2 separate regions of the Anas platyrhynchos genome follow, and region 1 is linked to region 2. A link is a contact called in public Hi-C data. All regions are on one chromosome and are shown on one strand. Each heading gives the region's core, a stretch centred on a gene start, on an enhancer-like site or on the middle of the called end of the contact. The rest is flanking DNA. Distances are from core to core; before and after follow the strand shown.

Region 1 (5,748 bases), core at 1,388-3,887, 73 kb before region 2:
AGTGTTTTAAATGGTCATTAACTTCGTCCTCCTAGCTTCACATCTTCATTTTTGTACAGCTTTTGTACTCGGCAGGGCAAACTTCAGCAGTCCCTGGAAAGCAGCCACAATTTCACATAGAATTGACTTGCCTAAATACTTACCTTGTGCTTCTCACTGTTTAAGTCTTGCAGCTTTGTTGATTCAGTTCAACCTCCTGCCTTTGCTGGGAGAAGCAAAGGAATTAGAGGTTGTCAGCAAATCTCTTCAACACCGCCATGCCATGGGGCTGGTGGTCCCCCAGTTACCACATCCTGGTGAGAGGGGAAGCACCTCATTAAGCGTTTAACATAATTGCGAGCAATTGTCTGAGCAAACCTTCAGCTTTACCTGCAAATGGTCAGGGAGGCAGGCTTGATCACAGGCCTTGGCTTCCTGCTGCCTTGCCCTCCTCAGGCAATTTCATTGAGGGTTCCTTTGAAGTCTTCCCAGAAATTAAGGCTGGGACAGACCGGACACCCTCCCAGCAGCCTTTTAAGAGGGAGGGAAGAGTCATGGGTTATCTCAGACCTCTCGGATGCTTGGATGGGTCCCAGGTGGACAAGATAATTTTTGTTCCTTGCGCAGAACCCCGTATTTTTCAGCAACTTCTCCAAAAGAGGCATTTACACCCGCGAGCAGGGGTATAAAACACATCCATGCAGCCACAGCCTTGCAGGCTCCGTGTTGCAACCCTCATCCCTGCCCTATTTGGACGCTTTGCTGCTCACCTTTATTCTCCGTGTTTGTTTTGGGGAGCCGTAGCAAACAGACACCAGAAAAGGCTCGGAGCTAGGAACGTGATTAGAATTGCAAATCTGGGGCGGCCCTGCCTGACGCGGAGGAGGAACACCAACCTTGGCTGAAGCCTCCTGCGTGTTTTAGCAAGTCGCTCCAAGGACTGGTGGTGAAGGAGCCTGGCTTCCTTTGGAGCTGGCCTGTGCCTGGACGGCTTTTTTAGCCTCACCTCCATGGCTGAGGCTGTTCAGGGTGTGTAAATAAGATAGAGGTTTAAAAAGCAGAATGTGTGGTGTTTGAGTCTGGGGAATGGAGGCAAGGTCTGTTAGGAAGGGCATAAAGCAATAAATCTGCTTACCCACTGCTGGGGGGGGGGGGGTGAGACCTACTGGGCTATTTTATCCTGTCCTAGGATAAAAGCAGGGACTCCAAAACCACTGCAAATGGAGCTTCAGGCAGAGCTTTCGGACTCCTTTTTCAGCCTCTTCAAGAACTGCCAAGCACGCAATGAAATCCTCTTCCTCTAGGTGTCACCTCTGGATCGGGAAACAGCTCTCCCTTCACTCTCACCCCAAGGCACAACCCGGGTGTTTAAATCTGAGCTGAATATTTACACTAAATTGGCCGGCTGGGCTACATTTGGAATTAATTTAACTGCACTGAGTCCAATGGTTACTGCTTCCCCACCCGGGATAAAGGGAAGTAACTTGACTGCTACCGATGAGCGTCCTTTTTCCACTCCCCACACAATTAATAGTCATTGATGACACGCTGGCTGCTGACCGTGTCCTTTTCCTAAACCATTTGAGCTCGGTGAGATCTAAAATGACTCGGGGAGGAGGAAGGCAAGCGGGGAACCAAAGCACGTGAGCCCATGGGGGCACGTGGGTGGTCTGGAGCAGGAACACAGCAGGGCCGCGAGCGTTCATCACCTGTCTCCTCACTTAAAAGCTCTTCTGTGAAGTTCCCTGGGTGGTTCCAGGTTTGCTGACAGCCCAGAATATGTTAGTCTCCAGCATCAGAGAAACCACAGAAGCCTGGTGCATGGAGTTAAGCTCATTTCCCACCCACACGCACATTAAGGAAGGTCTTAAGACTGCAACTGCTTCTCTGTCAGTTTAAACTTCTAGCTGCGAGGTTTCCCAGTGAGCTGAAGTGGCTGAATTTCCATGTTTGTGTTTTTTTAATGGCAATTGCGTTCAGGAGTCCCTGAAACTGGCTGGAAAACATCACCCAGAGCACTCTGAAGCGCTCACTAACTAATTAGTGGCACGGACTCAAGGTCCTGTATGACTGTCGTTTGCATTCGTTTAGTTTCGGGGGACTTTGCACTTCGCAGGGCGATCTTTCGAAAGGAGCAGCTGGTGTTGTTGTAACTCTTTTACAGAGGGCTTGGCCCTGAAACTCGGAGCAGTTATCAACAGACAGAGGCTGCTGCAGAAGCGCTGCCTTTCAGCGAGGTGTCTGCTAACCACAACACAGCCCAGCCTCTGGTTCGCCTGCCAGCTGCTGGTGGTGTCACATCCCCTTCCCTGAGGTGCTTTATATCGCTCAGATGGGTCGGGGTTTTATCTTGTGCCCCATCAGCAGGTGGGGAAGAAGCGCTCCCCGTAGCAGGGAAGCGCTGAGATGTGCAGTGCTGTCAGTGCACTGATCCTTGTCGATGCATCAGGCCCTTTATTTTTTTACTGAGCCCAGTTTAAAAACATTACGTGGGATGTCACTGCCTCCAATTTCAGCTGACTAAAGCATCTCCCAGGTGGGTTTTGATCTTGAATTTGCTCCTGATCATCTCTTTGCATCGAGCACACGTGGCAGGGCCGTTGCAATGCTGATTCATACACAGAAGGGGGCGGATTCGGGATTGCTCTGGAACCACTCTCAGCTCTCTTTGTCTAAAGAGTTGCTTTAGGATAATCTGTAGGAGAGACACAGTAATCTTTGTACTAACTGTCCAAGAATGTTCTCCAGAACATGAATAACCACGGGCTGAGCTGAGTGAGCTTTAATAACGGGTTTCCTGTGGTCACGTCTAGCAGACTTTCTCTCCTCTGAAGACTGGCCGTGCTTTCTAGCGAGGTGCTGTCGGATTCCCTTGCACTCAGAGGTTTATTTTGCGTGGGGGTGGTTTGTTTGTTTGCTGTAATAACTGGGAATGGCTACGGTGCATCTATTAAAACCTCATTCCTGCTCTGCTTCAGGCTTGAAGACAGACTCCAGGTGTATTTGTGCTTGTCCCGTGGAAAGAGATTAGAGACTCGTGGCTGAGCTCTCCTCCCCTTCTCATCCTGCTAGCTCATGCGGCTGCCTTGGCCGCCGAGCAGCAGCCTTTCCCTGCCAGCATCCATAAAATTATCCCTGGAGGCAGCAGTTCCTTGTCTGCTGCAGGATCTGCGTTTTCCCTGATTTCTTAATCCCTCGCTGTATTGTTTTGTCTGAGTTTCGAGCTCTCTTCCTCTCCTTGCAGGGCTGTCATTACTCTGCTCCTTATCTGCTACTGCAACTCCCAGGGCCACGTACGGCATCGGAGGCTGTCATTTCCACCAAGAGCATCGAGGTCTAACCCCATCTCTGCTGCCGTACACATGCAAACCGAGCTAAATTGGCCAGAGGAGGGGGAAAAGAAAGGATCTCCACCTGGAAATCACCTTCCAGGACTGGAACTGAGTCCTTTCAGAGCTGATGCTCCCCTCCTGCTTTCCCCGTGGCAGGATGGAGCAGAGGCTCAGGGTACAAAGCATCGTGAGATGAGTTCCTCAGCACCTGCAGGGAGGGCTGAGAAGCGTCGTCGTGGTTTTATGGTGGGAGTTGTGGGGCTCCAGGCTTAGGTCAGTCACGGGCAGCAGCCTTTCGGTCCTATATCAGCTGTGCCCCGCTGCTGAAGTGCCCAAAATGCTGCGTGAGAAGCAAAGCTGCAGCCTCCAAATTCCCCGAGGGGGAAAAAAGGTTGTTAAAGGTTAAAATAGTTTGAAGAGGGGTGGTCTCCCCAAAAGGAGACGAGTGCCATGCCCAAGCACAGAGGGTGCGCTAGGTGAAGTGCTTAAAATGAAGTTAATAAAACACTGAGAGCCTTGTTTGTGAAAATAAATTCTCCCGGGGTGGTTCCTGGCCTGTGTCAACCCGGCACGGGTCGATTTGTTACTGGCTGGCGGAGCTGCCTGGGCTATCAGCGCTAAATGTGTTTACTTATCCTTACATTTAGGAAGAAAAGCATGAAAGGGACTGGCCCTTGGAAAAGTAAAAGCATTAAACAAGCTCTTTTGTACTAGCCAAGTACACCTTCAAGCCCTTGTAATGTTTAAATATTTCAAATGTGAAGTCACTCAGGGCTGCCTTACCACCCACTGCCTGAGCTCTGTTTCTCTTACAGCCTTACCCTTAAATTGTGTAGACATTACATTAGGCAGCTCCACCCTGCAGCCGTTTCCTGCCCGGCTCCTCGCTCCTTGCTCTTTTCCCATTATTTTCTCTCTTGTCTCCTTTTCTGTTTTTCCTACAGCTCCGATTTTTTTTTTAATTTATTTATTTTTTTTGGAGTCTAGGAACTAGGCTCGCAGTTCCTAGACTGCTACCCGCCCCAATCTCTCTCTCCCTTGGGGCTTTTCTCCTGCGTGGGATCAGCGCTAATCGCCTCCAGAGCGATGCAGGGCATCTTTTTATAGCCCTGCCAAAGATGAGGAGGAGGAGATGAAATTTCTTAAGAACATAAGAGCTGCTTCAGCCCCAGCGTCCCTCTGACCTAATGCACTGCTTCTGGGCACTGAGGGAAGAGCAAGGACAGGGCTGTGATGCTCCTTTTTCCTGAACCACCCCTGATCTCCACCAGTTTTGGGGTTGTCTGCTTAGCAGCCCCCTGTAAATCCCTTCTAAGGCTTTAGAAACTTTATTTCCAGTTCCACCTTGTGTCCCTGGTAGCTCTTGGCATGGATTGTCATGGGCCAGTTGCTTACACCAGCTCCTTTCCTCCAAAATGGGCAAAAAAGGGGGCTCACATCTCTCTGTGCCCACCCCAGCTGTGTTGCAGCACTTCTGCAGGACAGAAAGTGCTGGCTTCGATTATCTCGAGCCAGATCCTGCGGTTTATTCAGTTTGCTTTTCTTGTGAATCATAACTAATGACAAACACAGCCAGCCAGCGCTGAGGCGTCCCCGCGCGGGTGCCGTAGCAAAGGGCAGGAAGGAGGCTTCCTCCAAACACACGTGGCACTGCCGCTGCTCCTATGGGTCCCCTGCTCTCGTGAGAGCCTCGAGCTGTGCTGCTACAGGCAAGCAACCCTTTTTCAGCTGGCTTTTAGTGACTTTTTGGTGTACAGCTTAAGGAGGTGACTGAGCACAAGCCCACCTGAATCACCAGTGGGCCCTACAACGGGGCAGGGCTCCCACCAAGGGGCTGCAAAGACACGGCTTGTAGGAAAGCAAAAAACATGCAGCAGAAACATTTGTTTGTATAGCTGCTTAGGGTTATTTCTTAAAAAAAAAAAAAAAAGAGGAAAGTTTGTGCCTGTCAGCATTAAAATGTATGTTTTCCCGACCGTTCTCCCAGGATGACTTGTAATATTTATTGGATGGAGCTTGGTTCCCACAAGAACTCAAAATAGCCGTCTGGATTTGGAGCTCCTGGGCTGGCACAGCTCGCTCCCAGGGCTTCTGGGCACCCGCAAGTCCCGACTGCTGTCCCCAGGGAGCGTTCAAAATAGGTACCAGAGGGGAAGGGGCTCCGGGGGCGATACGAAATGGAAAGAGTCAGACTTTAAGTGCAGTCAGTTTGAGCTGAACTCGGAACCTTTTGCTCCCTGCCTGGAAACTTTCAAAAAGCTGAAAGTTCACTTGGAGCTCTCGGGAGCCTGGGTTTGTGGGAGTAAATGTGGAAAGGTCTGGGGTTTGTTAACACGTGCGGAGACGGTGGCCTTGACTTTGGTACATAAAAACACGGTGAAAGTGTCCTTATCATCAGGTCTAGTCTCTGTGACACCATGCTGTGCTGTCGGCAGGG
Region 2 (5,832 bases), core at 1,374-3,873:
TGTGCAATATTTGGGGTGTGCAGCGTTCCAACCACTCTTACTGACCCTTTTGGGATTATATTTGGGTCTTTAGCAGGCAGGTTGGCTTCCAGCACCTGGGTATCCATGTACCAGAAAAGCCAATTTTGTGTCTGTTGCCCCATCCTTTTGTTGATCAACAGCTTCTTGCAGCTGTGCCAAATTACCTTACACACAGTCGGGGGAATTATCAGTGTCAGGAAGGGATTTGGGGCAGCCAGCAGTGTGGTGTCACACACACAGTAGCAGCTGGAGGAGGACACGAGATCAGGCTTCTTACAGCAGCTGGAAACAGCTGCGTTTTGTCACCACTTTGTTATGTTAACAGTTTGGGCATGTTTATTCTGAAACAATTACCCCTGCTGGGGATTATTTCTCCTTGTGAGAAGTGGGCTTCCTGACAGTGCAAATAAAGTTAGCCAATTGTGTTTACAGATTGGCACGGTGGCAAATAAATTATTGAGGTAAGTGGCATTCAAAAAAGGGGAGGTATTTAAAATCTTCATTAGTCAGGGGCCATCCAGCAGGTAACAACTTGGAACAGCCAGTAGCAGGGCACCGATATCAGTGTTTGGAGTGGTTCACAGTGACAGGGCTTAATCCTGAGAGCCTTTTCTGGACGTGAGCCCCGCTGCTTTCTCCCCACAGGCCTCCCAACCTGGACATTAACCACGTCATGGGGCTGTCTGACTTGAAGAAAAAGCTGCCAGAAGCTGCGTTTGGGAAAAGAAATTACATTGAGAATGAAGGTGAGTGTAAAACCCGCCAGCGTTTGCAGGGGATGTTTGCAGTTAGGATTTGCAGGAAAACAGAATTTCTAACGTGATTTCCCAGTGAGGTGAGGGACATTCCACCTCTCGGGGTCTGACCCAGCACCTCCTGCAGCATCACTCAAATTGCTTTTTGTAGCTGCAGAGCTAGGATAGGAAACATCTCCTATGAACCAAGGGTTGAAGAGGAAACTCACTATAATATCAATGCATATGTCTTATATTAGGAAATCTTGATAACAGGTTTGTTTTTCGCTTTTCTTTTTTAAAAAATACGAAACAAAACCAGTGCTTCCATCAGTTGCACCCCCACCTTCCTGGTAGGGGAGTGCTTGGTTGTTTGGAGTTGATGTAAGAGACATCCTACGTGAAGTTCTCTCTCTTTTGTCTGCAGTCTGCTTCCAGGGCGTTTACTTCAGTCTATATGAAGTGGAAATAGCAAATAAGGATCAACATAAAATGAATCAATTATTAGAAAATCTAAAGAAAAGGGACTTGGTAAGTATTTTAAAACGTTTTCATTCTGGCAGGAGAATACTCTTTTAAATATTCTTCTGAATCTTTGGTAGCATTATTCAAAGATTCTGAAATAATGCAAAATGGAACAAATTTCTCTGCTTTAAGTATTATTTTCATGCTTAGTTATTCTCCAACCTAATTTAGTCTTTCTGCTAACTGAAGATTGCTCCCTATGAGCTGGGACCTGATTTCTGGGGTGAGCAGAAATGTAGCAGGCAGACCTCTTTGAGTGTCTTTGTGCCAGATGAGACTGGTTTATTGGCTTGTCTTTGCATTTCCATAGTGGACAAGGACTGCAAGGGGATCTTAGATATTAAGAAAGTGGGAGCTTTCCGTGCTAGAATGAGAATTACTAAGCAAAAGACATAAGCTGCCACGTGCCTGCCTTTCTTCCTTTTTTTTCTTGACTGAAAAATAGTCCCCACTCAGCTCCTCACAGCTACGCTGCTGAAGCCTCGGGAGCTTCTGAAGATATTGAGATTTATTTCTGCTTTAACAGAGAATTTCCCATCTGTTGTTGCTGAAGGCTGCTTGCACAATAAGACCTGATAAGAGTTATTCCAGCACACTGGGGTTTTCCTGCTCACAGCACAATCTTCGTGTCTCCTTTTGACTCCCGGGGCTGAGCATCACCCCCGAGGAGCTCAGCACTGCTGGGATTCGTGCTTGGGGTTTGGCTTTGCTGCTGCTGTTTGCGCTGTCCCATCTGACCCTGCCTGTAGGTTCAGGGTTGTAAATTCCCAGCTGAAAACATACAACTGGCTGGGCACATCCTCCCCTCAGCGTAAGCTGGCAGCACTCCACGAGCTGCCTGGAAGGGCTGGTGCTGTGAGGCACTGCTGAAGAGCTGCCCACCAGCGTGCTTCTGCCATACCAGAGCAAGTGTTTGCAGGAAAGGCTCTCAGCCTCCATAAATCCTTGATGAGACTGCCTTTTATTGGTGACAACAGGAGAAATGAAGAAGGAGATAGCGTAGACGAGGTAAATGTCCCTTCTCGTGCTGGTGGCATCAGATGGGCACCTGGTTGTGGCACCCACGCTGAAGTTCACCTGATGCTGCACTGCTCGGGGTTCCCAGCATCTGCAAGGTCGTAACCTTGTCCGTGCTCCTTTTCTCCTCATTTCTGCCAAGCCTCGCAGAGCTGGACTCTGGAGGAGCTGGGGAAGATGAGGTGGTTGAGATGCAGCCGTGAGGAGCTTGGGTGCTGAAAGCAGCAGGAGCACTGGCATCTGGCTTGCAAGTGAAAATGAAAGAGTAGCTGGGAACGAGCAGGGTTGCTCGAGGCCAGCTGCACTCCTCTGGGTGGAGGGTGACTTCTCTCAGCTCTGTGTCAGGCAGCTGCTGACTCGTGGCTTGCCTTTTTCCCTCGTGTGCCTGAAAATCACCCCGCTGGTGAGAAACGATGGCAGTTTCATTGAGCTAGGTGACATCTTGGCTTTTATCCGCCCTGCTCGGCTGGCTTGAGACGGTTTGAAGCAAGGAGCTACCGTTCTGAGGAGCAAATATCACGCTGAAATTATTCAGCATTTCCAAAGCTGCTCCGTTGTCATGTGGGCTGGGCTCCAGTCCAATCCTCCGTTATGTCTGCGTGTGCTGAATGGGATCAGCGAGCTTTCTCCGAGCATTAGGAGCCCCGGAGTTACTCATGTCCTGGAAGTTCCCCTTAAAAGACATGTCTGAACGGCAGAAAGAGATCCAAATGGGTGTCCTCATGGAAGAAAAGGCAGCCCGAGCCCAGCTCCGAGGTATTAGGCAACACCCAAATCCCAGAAAAGCCTCGAGAAGCCCACGGATCTTTTTAGACATGTGGTCATCCACTCCTGAGACAGAGGCACGGCGGTCTCTTAGGCTCAGCTTTTTGATTTTTTTAACATTTATTGATGCTGCTGCTGCTAATAAGCAGGCTGCAGGGACTGAACTCACTCGGGCTCGTGCCTGGAGCTGTTGGCTGCGGACTCAGACGCTCGTGTCCAGCTTTGCTTCCCCTTCTGGGAAAGCCCTCCCCTCGCGCTGCTGAGAAGTCTTCGTGGCTGAGATGCCCAGGGACTTTTGAACCGAAAGGGGCTAAAATTATTAACCTTGCTCGTTAATTGTTCCTAGCAGTCGGTTTGGCTAAGCATTTCTGTTGTTTTAAGTAACAGATGGGAGGACTTTGGGATGAATAACAGCCTTAAATGGAATATTTTGGGCTCCAAGTCCCGGTGACTCAAGTGGCACGGCGGTGTCCTCGGCAAGGGTTGAGCTGGTGCTGTTGGCACACGTTCACCAGCACTCGGGGCTTGTTGACAGCGGCGCTGAGTGACATGAAGTGTGCTTAGGAGGGCAGGGAGAGGCTGCTCTAACTCTGTTTTGTTTGTTCCAGGCGATCATCAAATATTTACAAGATCAAGGAGTTCTTATCCTCCTGACCTCCTCCGCGTTGGCACGGGATGATGGTAATGCACGGCCACCTAGGAGCCAACACTTGGGCTTAAATAACCTGCCCTAGTGTAGAGGATGGGCACTTTTGTGTGTTTTTTAAACAAAACCTGTCGCTTTACTTCACAGGATTCGACCCCAAGGAGCCTGTCAGCCTCCTGGCCCTGTTTCTGTTCACCTCGTCCCGAGCAGTGTGCCTGAGAGGTAGGGAGGTTCTCTTGGCTGGCTTCAGATGCTACATTTTGGGTGCAGGATCTTCAGTTGAGGGTTCTAGCAGACGTGTTCCTCTGGAAAAGCTGATTTCTCAGCTCAACACCACCTACAGCTTCAGTGCAAAGGGTGTTAAAAGAGGAGATGAGTCCCATCTGTTCAGCCATACTTCATTTTTAAGCCGATGTAAACCAGGTCTCCGTGCTTTGACCCTTCTGCACATCCTTGCCCCTTCACAGGAGGGGCAAAAATAGTGAAAAATAATTGCTTTTCTGCGATTCTTGAGTGAAAAACAATTGCTTTTCTTCCTCTGAGTTGGTTTTCAGCAGCATCTGCTCCCTGCACTGTGTCATATAAGGGGGTAAAACATCACGGCATTTGCTGGACCCTGCGTGGAGGTGATGTGTTTTGCTAAACCAGTGGGAAAAAAGCCTAAAATATAAGTGAATCGTTCTCTGCTGAGATAACAAATGCAACAGGCTCTGTGTCACTGCTGGCAGGGGGAAGAGGGGCAGGGAAGGGGATTTGCTCCCTTCAGGGCATTTGAGGGAAGCAGGGAGATGCTGTCGGGCAGAGCCACGGTGCTTTGCTGCCATCAAGATGAGGCACAGCTCAAGATGACCCAGTTTGAACACAAATCTCCAAATTAGAATGAGTTTCAGCATCCGTGGCATTTGCATTTTCTCTGGATCTTTTGGTTTTGTGGAAATATTCGCTCTCCAGTTTCCTCTCGTGGACATAAAGTGACTGCCCAGCTGGCCCGGACGGCTTCATCTGCACACCTCTCACTTCATGCGCTTCAACAGGAATCCTCCTGGCCTTGCAGATCCCCGAGCAGGATATAAACAGGGGCCTTTTGCTCTGTGTAACTTCTGGCTTGCTTTTTGTTGAGTCATCCCAGGGACAAGCCAAGAGACCGCACATGCCAGCACACCCTGGTATTTCAGTCTGCCCGGGTGTGCGATGACTGGCGTTGCCAGTGGAGCTGGACAGGACATTCCCAACTCCCCTCCCCGGAAGATAAAAATCAGCAGAAACGTCAAGAGAGGCTGCCAGCACTTCAGAACACGGATTGCTTTGTCCTTTTTGGGGTTTAACCTGCAGCTATAAACTTTCTCCTTCAGGATCCGCACACGAAGTGGGCTTGTAAGTCTTGTGAAGACGCGATGGTAACTTGGCAGTGTGAGCTGCAAATGTCTTTGAGGCCTGAATTCAGTCTGTGAGGCTTTAAGGGCAGGCTGCTGGTGGCTGTGTTAGCCTGGCAGCCTTTCTCATTTCTTTTTTTAGGTAGAGGAGAGAGACAGGGATATCCAGAGGCAGCCTGAAAATCCAAACTACCGGGACAGGCCTGGGATCAGGAAGGTTTTTGCTGTGATGCCTGAAGCGAGGGCATAAAGTTTGGTGAGGCCAAGGGGGAAAACACGTGGAGATAAGACTGAAAATGGGAACTGACCACTCAGATATCGATCCCTGCAGCAGGGAGAGGAGAAAATACCAGAGCAGAGGGGTTTGGTTAAACAGGAGCATCCTGAAGCAGAGAGGGCACAAGTGGCTGCTTGGTGGGAAGCTCAGGGGCTGTAGCAGACATTGCCCGGGGTTCACGTTGATGCCGAAGAGGAGGCAAAGTGTGGGCAGCCAGGGAGCAGCTGGCAGCCAAGTGAAGAGGCAGGGGGAGAGGATAACGTCGAGCAAAATGCTCCGTGTTTTTACGTGACACAGTCTGAGCTCTGATGGCTTCCAGATGTTTTCCCTCCGGTGCCAGCAGCGCTCCCGCACGTGCTGTCCCGTTTCTTCCTACGCGAGTGGCGTAACCCCAGCCAGCCGTGGCTCTCCTCCGGGACCAAGAGCTCTCCTCGCCGGGATTATAAACAGTTCTGCTTCGTGGCTTCTCCTTTC

Evidence for each region. Hi-C and Micro-C count contacts between places; a contact is called where the count stands out from the background.
Region 1: a Hi-C map of subcutaneous adipose tissue shows a contact between it and region 2, with 3 times the contacts expected there. The contact joins two enhancer-like sites. A contact is called at or near these places in 6 of 8 Hi-C or Micro-C datasets (F1 follicle, F5 follicle, liver and 2 more).

Annotation. Positions count from the first base shown.
Region 1 is chr1:1,854,765-1,860,512 of IASCAAS_PekinDuck_T2T, reverse strand. The region is part of intron 1 of NET1 (neuroepithelial cell transforming 1); the gene reads left to right. Among named protein-coding and RNA genes, the nearest start is that of NET1, 12 kb to the left of the region's middle. Within about 2 kb of position 2,637, at least 7 of the 8 cell types and tissues checked have an H3K27ac peak or open chromatin away from gene starts, as enhancers often do. A contact at or near this core is called in subcutaneous adipose tissue, where this site is marked.
Region 2 is chr1:1,781,207-1,787,038 of IASCAAS_PekinDuck_T2T, reverse strand. TASOR2 (transcription activation suppressor family member 2) reads left to right here. Exons shown (of 25, transcript XM_072039955.1): 11 at 667-767; 12 at 1,183-1,286; 13 at 3,671-3,743; 14 at 3,856-3,930. Among named protein-coding and RNA genes, the nearest start is that of TASOR2, 15 kb to the left of the region's middle. Within about 2 kb of position 2,623, at least 1 of the 8 cell types and tissues checked has an H3K27ac peak or open chromatin away from gene starts, as enhancers often do. A contact at or near this core is called in subcutaneous adipose tissue, where this site is marked.